Linked DNA regions of Mus musculus: region 1 is linked to region 2. A link is a contact called in public promoter capture Hi-C data. All regions are on one chromosome and are shown on one strand. Each heading gives the region's core, a stretch centred on a gene start, on an enhancer-like site or on the middle of the called end of the contact. The rest is flanking DNA. Distances are from core to core; before and after follow the strand shown.

The links. Capture Hi-C pulls out chosen DNA fragments and counts their contacts.
Region 1: a contact with region 2 is called in a promoter capture Hi-C map of adipose tissue. The contact joins the promoter of Mettl7a1 here to the promoter of Slc11a2 in region 2. A contact is called at or near these places in 5 of 39 promoter capture datasets (the 3T3-L1 cell line, the C10 cell line, cranial neural crest and 2 more), 2 of 15 datasets of contacts at CTCF or cohesin (the NIH/3T3 cell line and large pre-B cells), 4 of 484 Hi-C or Micro-C datasets (CD8 T cells, liver, nephron progenitors and 1 more), 10 of 115 datasets of contacts at active chromatin or transcription factors (the SCID.adh cell line, bone marrow-derived macrophages, craniofacial prominence and 6 more) and 3 of 9 other capture datasets (adipose tissue, liver and pancreatic islet).

What each region holds. Positions count from the first base shown.
Region 1 is chr15:100,303,390-100,306,930 of GRCm38.p6, forward strand. Mettl7a1 (methyltransferase like 7A1) reads left to right here and starts at 1,428. Exons shown (of 2, transcript NM_027334.3): 1 at 1,428-1,955. The coding sequence starts at 1,458.
Region 2 is chr15:100,420,865-100,424,481 of GRCm38.p6, forward strand. It overlaps Slc11a2 (solute carrier family 11 (proton-coupled divalent metal ion transporters), member 2), which reads right to left and starts at 2,191. Exons shown (of 17, transcript NM_008732.2): 1 at 2,098-2,191. Gm5475 (predicted gene 5475) reads left to right here and starts at 2,329. Exons shown (of 3, transcript NR_040351.1): 1 at 2,329-3,380.

The DNA.
Region 1 (3,541 bases), core at 178-2,677, 120 kb before region 2:
GTAGGGTATATTAAATATGAGTAGACATTAAAACCTTCATACACACCTCTTTTTGGATTAGGGATCAGTGACAGAGTATTTCCCTGGCTTGTGTAAACCCCTCAGTATCACCTATTCTACCTCCAAATACAAGAATTAAAACAGAACCCAGCTCAGCCAGTGCCTACCACTCCTGTTTCAGGATATGAGTTTTTCCCCTCTGCATGCTGCCGACACCTGATATGAATATCAGATGGCTATGCTAGCCTCAGGTCCATCTCCTCTGGAAACCAGCAGTGACTTTCTTGATCTGACTCGCTGAAGATTCTGAATAGTTTCCTAAATCTTCTAGTTATGTCTGTTCCCACTGTCATTCACACATCAAAAGCACTCAAGTCTTATGTAGAATCATAGAATCACGTTGACAGTTCTTAACTCGATTACCACCTGTAAGACCATATGTGAAATATGGAAGCAAACAATTTAAAAAGTAATTTATCTTCTTTGTGAATTTATGACTCAAAAAACAATTCCCGAAATCAGTGCAGCTGGGCATTGTGACAGAGATCTGCCATCTCAGCGCTGCTTGAGAAGTCGCAGAGGGATCAAGAGAATTCAAGGCCGGCTGGGGCTAAGGAGCAAGACCCAGAAAAAAACCCCAACCAAAAAGACTGGAGATTGAAGCTATTTTATAAAGCCCATCAGAAGCCAAACGGGGACTATCCTGAGCACCTCTACTTTAAATGGGCGGAGTTACATAATAACCAAGCATAAGATTGGCAGTTGCGTTTTAAACTGTCAAACAGCTCAAAACAGTGACACAGCAAAGATCCTTCAGATGAATAATTAACTTATGAAAGGCTCAGTTCAGAATGGGAACTGAGAAACTGTTGGGTGAGTCTTGGCAGGGTTTCCTTTCACTTCCTTTACACAAAAACAGGTTTTGGGGCGGTGTGTGGTGGGAAGAGGAGAAGGGAAGAATAAGCCTGCGATGAAAAGGGGTCTCGGCTGCCATCTTCCCTGGTGCGCTGACCTGCTCCTCTTCCTAAAAAAGGCTTGGGTGGGTGATGCGAAAGTACACACTGTGCACTAGCCAACCGCGGCCGGAAACTAGCTGCAGCCTCCAGACCCAAACAAAGCCAGGCAGGACCAGGGTCAGGGTTCAGGCTGCAACCTTCCAAAGGGATGGGGGGTGGGGGGGGAAGGTGGCAGTCTTGGATCACTGAGCCGGCCAACTGCTAGCCGGCCGGTGGGGTTAGGGTGGGGGTGGGATGGACGGTGTGGGAGTCAGGCCGCAATCGGAGCCCTACCCGGCTCTGCTATTTTGGTTCCCCCCCCCCCCCCCCCCCCCCCCCCCCCGCTCAGCCGGCGCCTCCTTCCTCTCTGATTGGCTCTGGAGCGAGGCCAGGAGCCTGCGCTCTCCTTCCCCAGGAGACACTTCTGGGGAAGCAGTAGCCCTTTCTCCTCTACTCGCAAAGATGACGCTTGCCGTCCTGGCCCTGCGGCTGGTGGTCTGTACCCTGGCGCTTCCCATGTTTCTGCTGAACCTTCTAGGCTTGTGGAGCTGGGTATGCAAAAAGTGCTTTCCCTACTTCCTGAAGCGATTCTCCGTGATGTACAATGAGCAGATGGCGAGCCAAAAGCGGGAGCTCTTCAGCAATCTGCAGGAGTTCGCCGGCCCCTCGGGGAAGCTGACTCTGCTGGAGGTGGGCTGCGGCACCGGAGCCAACTTCAAGTTCTATCCCCCCGGGTGCAGGGTCACTTGTATCGACCCCAACCCCAACTTCGAGAAGTTCTTGTTCAAGAGCGTCGCAGAGAACCGGCAGCTGCAGTTCGAGCGCTTCGTGGTGGCAGCCGGGGAGGACATGCACCAGGTGACCGATGGCTCTGTGGACGTGGTGGTCTGCACCCTGGTGCTGTGCTCGGTGAAGAACCAGGAGAAGATTCTGCGTGAGGTGTGCCGAGTGCTGAAGCCGGTGAGTGGCAGGAGTGAGGACTGGCTAGCTGCAGCTAGGAGTGAGGGTGCTCCTATCAGTTTCGGGTGGATTCTAAACCAAAACAAACAAACAAACAAACAACAAAGCAAAACAAAACAAAAATACCAAATGACTCCAGAAGAATTTTGCAAAAGAGAGTAAGGGCTGACAAATCAGAATCTAGAAAGTTCTAAACTGCCAAAGGGGGAAGAGCCTGTGGAGAGTTTAGATGTCAAACTTGGTAAAGAAGCTCCCAGAAACAGCTGAGGGGTCACCCACTCATTCAAACAAACAAAAAAAAACCTTCCAAGTCCCGGCAGGCAATGGGAAGCAGAGGCAGGTGGATCTCTGGAAGCTCGAGGGCTCGGTTGCCAGCGATGCACAGAGACCATGTCTCCAAAATAAAACAAGCAAAATTTACAGGTCACTAAGGATACTGGTTCTGTGTTTTGAAATGGGTCAGGGAAAAAGATGAGCAACTGGGCAGGAACCAGAGTATAAACTAAAGCAGACAATCATGAGACAGACTGTAAGGCCGTGTTTGCTTCGGACAGTCTCAGAGACTCACAGTCTATAGTGCTGGGGGCAGGGAGGGGGTATCTGGTAAGGACCCCCTCATACAGGAAGGGGCTTGGAAGCCTCATTGAGAAACATCAAAACATCAAGTGAATGCACTATCTCTATTAGAGATTCATCTATAGCTACACATATGTAAAACACGTCCACCCAAGGGTGCTCTCTTTCTCTCTCTCTCTCTCTTAAGATTTATTTGTTTTATGTATGTGAGTACACTTGTAGCTGTCCTCAGACACATCAGAAGAGGGCATTGGATAGCATTACAGATGGTTGTGAGCCACCATGTGGTTGCTGGGATTTGAACTCAGAACCTCTGAAAGAGGAGTCAGTGCTCTTAACCATGTCTCCAGCACCCCCTCCCCCACCCCCCCAAGGATGATCATTAAAGAAGCATTTGCAGTACTGCAAACTGGAAAGAGACCATGTGTGGATGGGAGCTTATCACCCTCAGGAACTCTGTAACAATTACAAACATCAAGAGCTGGGTGTGGCAAACCACACATAGAAACCCACTGACAGTCTCAGGATCTCAGAGGGTGAGAAGGATGCGAAGGCAAGCCTGGGCTATACACGGAGATCAAGGCCAGCCTGAATTATATAGGAAAATCTTATCAGAAATCAAAACAAACAAAAACTTTAAAAAAATCCACCCAACAGAAAGAAACAACAAACAAACAAAGCATTCAAGACGACTGATCTCTCCAGGCTAGAAAAGAGAAAGGTGCGGAGGAAATAATGTTAACCTGTTCACGACAAAGGTAGGAACAGGGGTTACAGCCAGGGAGCTGAACTCTGTGCAGCCAAGAGCAACAGCCACTTTGAGCCTTTCTAGTAGTCTGAAGAAATTCTTTGTACTTGTGACTATCAGGTTAAATGGGTTTGTTTTGAACAAAGCTGAACTTGAAGTGTGATAATCTTAATGTTTCAGCTTATTGATTTGAGAACTTGTAGGGAGGTGACACTGACACATATGCACACTCCCACATAATACAGTCATACATACACACATA
Region 2 (3,617 bases), core at 941-3,440:
CCTTCTGCTCTTTGGAACCTAATAAAATTTTAATAATTAACTTGTAGCCTTATCATTACATATCAATTTTAATACATTTCAACCTAAAGAAGTATTAAACTGTTGTAATACAAAGAGAAGCAAGAAAACTTAGGCCACCTGCAGCGCCACACATGGGCAGGGGCTTGATGCCTCTGACCAGCCACTTTCCAGTTTCCTATTCAGTCCCTAACAATGTTGCTGAGCAATGAGCAACAGCTGCTCCTACTCCTGGCATCTCCAACCACTGGAACGGAATTGATGGTGAGGCTCACATACAGGTGCTTGCTGTAGCAGAAATGAAGCCATCTGATAAACAGCACCACCCCCGCCCCACAAGCTCTTGGCTTCAAAATCAAACAGAAAAAGATCCTACTTTGTGGAAGGAATTCTCTCTAGTCACTCACTGAGTCACAACTGAACCATAGCTGCTCACTAGCCCTGCTGATTGATGATGCAGCTTCTGCTTTCCCGAGAGTAGAATCTCTCCTCTCCGAGATTCACATCCAGCTTCCCTATTCCTCAATGGGAGGAGCTGACACGATGTTCAGGAATTCCCCTTCTGAGTCCCACAGACCTTCCCGGAACACGAGAGAGCATGTGTGCTGCAGTCATCTGCCTTTTAGGTCTGTGTCCAAAATAAACTCAGCCCAAGCAAGACTGAGTAAAATAGCTAACAAAAAACACCAGTGAAATCTCAATGTTACATTTACCAGCAGAGCTACTGCAGGAAACAGCCTAAAACGTTACTTAACCACCCCATTCAATAAACTCAGCAGAAGCCAAGTTTGAGTGGTAAAAGTCTGTGATCTCAGCAGAGGCAGGAGGATCACTGTAAGCTAGAGGACAATTTGGTCTACACTGCAAGTTCAAGGCCAGTTAACGAGAGGTAGCCAGATCTAGTCTCAAAAAGACAAAGAGTAAGAAGGTACTGTCAGCACCTTGCATCTCTTCACCTGTAATTAGATGCACTTGCAGACTAACAGTATGGCTAGAAAGCCTTGCCTGGAGGACCTTTGGCAATAGCCCAGGGGACTCAGGGCAAAGACTACTGAGAAGGTTAAAGTCTTTAAGGAAACAGCAGGCACAAGCAAGCAGTAATTTAAAAAAAAAAAATACCGGTCAGCAGGAGACTGCCCTAAGCACTTTACCTGTATTAACTAACAACACCAACAGCCCTGACAGACCCAACCTTCACCACCACCACCACCACCACCCCATCCCCCCACCCCACCTTTAAGTGTGGACCGCAGGAAAGCTTAAGGAGCCTGAACCAAAAGTTAACACAGCCAAGAAGTAAGGAGACTTGGTCAGGGTGGAGAATGCCACGGTGGACAACGTGGACAGTTTCCCGTGGTTTCCCCACGGGTCACATGGAAGCTCTCGGATGCCCACCGGCCCTCACCAGCTCTTCTCCCATATTTTGCTTTTGCTGCCTTAAATCACACCGTTGAAAACCAAGGGATAACCGAGTGTCTCCATTTTATACAGCGGAAACTCTACTTCTGAGGATGCCCTTCCAAATATGATGTATCCAAGAAACGGACAAAGAATCCAAAGGTGGAATATCAAACAAATGAGTTTGCAAACTACCCGGCCTAGGACGCCGCTGAGAAGGGGAGTATCCATCGCGTGCAAGTGTCCCTGAACGAGGCCTTGGAAGGCGCAGGGTCCCAGGCTGCACACACAGCCGGACAACCGAGCAGCACTCAACCGCGAGGCCTGAGGCCTTCGGGCAGACCGCGCAGCTCCCGCAGCCGCTGGGCTGACAGGGCGCTGCGCTGCAGGGCACCCGGGGCTCCGGGAGGGCACTGCGGTCGCACCCCCCGGCCGGCCGGCCGCGGAAGGGTGGTCCGGTGTCCCGGGTGGCGGTGAAGAGCCGAGGCCCGTGATCGTCGGCGCCTATGCTGAGCCGGGAGCCCTCCCGGTCTCCTCGGGATACCGGGTTCCCTCCCCGGGCTCGCCGCTGCGCCCTCCCCGCAGGCTGCTCCAGCCCCGTAGGTCGCCGTCCGAGCCCCCTCGCACGCCCGCGCACAGCGGGCCGCCGTAACCCCTGACCCTGCCAGCACCCCGGCTTACCGGCTCCGCCACCTCCACACACGCCGCGCCGGCGACTCCATATCCCAGGAGCCAGCGGCGACCCAGTCAACCTCCTGCCCTCCCGTGATTGGCCGGCCGGGCGGGAGCCCCCCTCTCCTGATTGGCTGGACTCCTGCAGCTGCGGGATTGCGTGGCCGGCGGACCGGGAACGGAGGCTCCGCCCATCCGAGCTGCCTGGGGGCGGGGCCTGAGCGGGGGCGGGGCTGATCCGGAGGCGTGATTCCGCCGGGCGCGCCACGGTCCTCGCAGTTCAAACCTTCGGCGTTCTTATATTGGCAACTCCCATCCCCGGAATGCTCGGGACATATACATTTTTGTCATAGTTCCCGCCACTTCCTTTTAGGCAGCTACACGCCTTTTTCCTCCTAAGAGATGATAACTCCGAGAAACAGCTACACTCGATCCTAAGGCGCCATGGCAGTCCCTATTAGCTTCTTGAGCCACTGCTCGGTGCCCACTGACGCGCCAAGAACACCCCACGCCTGGGAGGAACCGAGAAACTTCGACCAGTGGAGCCAGTTCGGCTGCACCCGTCGTCCTACTCCCAAGACTCACAGTGATCCCACCTGGCTCTGTCTCTTCTCCACACATTTTATCCTGCCTGCCCCCAAAACAGTCCCACTCCATCCCCGGCCTCAGCCTCACCTCTTCGCAGTTTTATGACCTGACAACCCCCCGCCCCAAGTTGCCACCGAAAAGGACTTCTCGATTTCCCCTACAACAGTATAGATGACAGCCCTGTTTTCTTCATATAGAAACTGCCGGGAGAAATGTTCATTATTTGGTAAGAACGGAGATAGGAAGAAAGGGTAAACCCTAAAGATGGAAACTTTAAAAAAAAAAAAAAAATGACAGCAAAAGCAAACAGAAAGGCCCCTGGCTGGGGCTGCTGCTCTTCATACAGAATCGTCACCTGAAAGAAGAGAAACTACAAATTAATCTTGGCCGCCTCTCCAGCTCATCCGTGGCGTTGGAGAAAGGCTTCTTAAATGCCTTCGAGCCCAGAACCTTTCTTCTGGGACCTTCCGCTGCATCTAGAAAAGAAAGGGGCGAGATCTGTTTGTGTCAGCGTCCAGGTGTGCTCCTCGGCTGGCCAGCGTCCCTGGGCTGTGGCCACTTACTTAGCTCACAGTTGGGAGCAGCTGCTGCCGCCCTTGGCTGCTTCTTCCCCATGGTGCAGGACTGGTTTGGCTTTTCAGAGCAGCGCAGCCTCTATATATGCAGAGGAGTACGCCTCCCCTTGGCTAGAGAGAACACTTAAGGTAGGTCAACACTGAGGGAAAAATTTCAAACCGCACCCTTCAAAGCATAATCAAATTTCATCTTTGACCGGCCATGAGAAGGAGGAATTGTATTTCTGCCACTCCTAGTTATTAGTAAAAATTAATTGAGTTAAAAGTTTTCTTCTGAGATTTCATTTATGTGCCATTCGGCAGGGCAGGACGTGGAGGCGGGCAGTGGGTGCCCTGGCGGTAATGTAGTAAAGCCTTTTGTCTGGA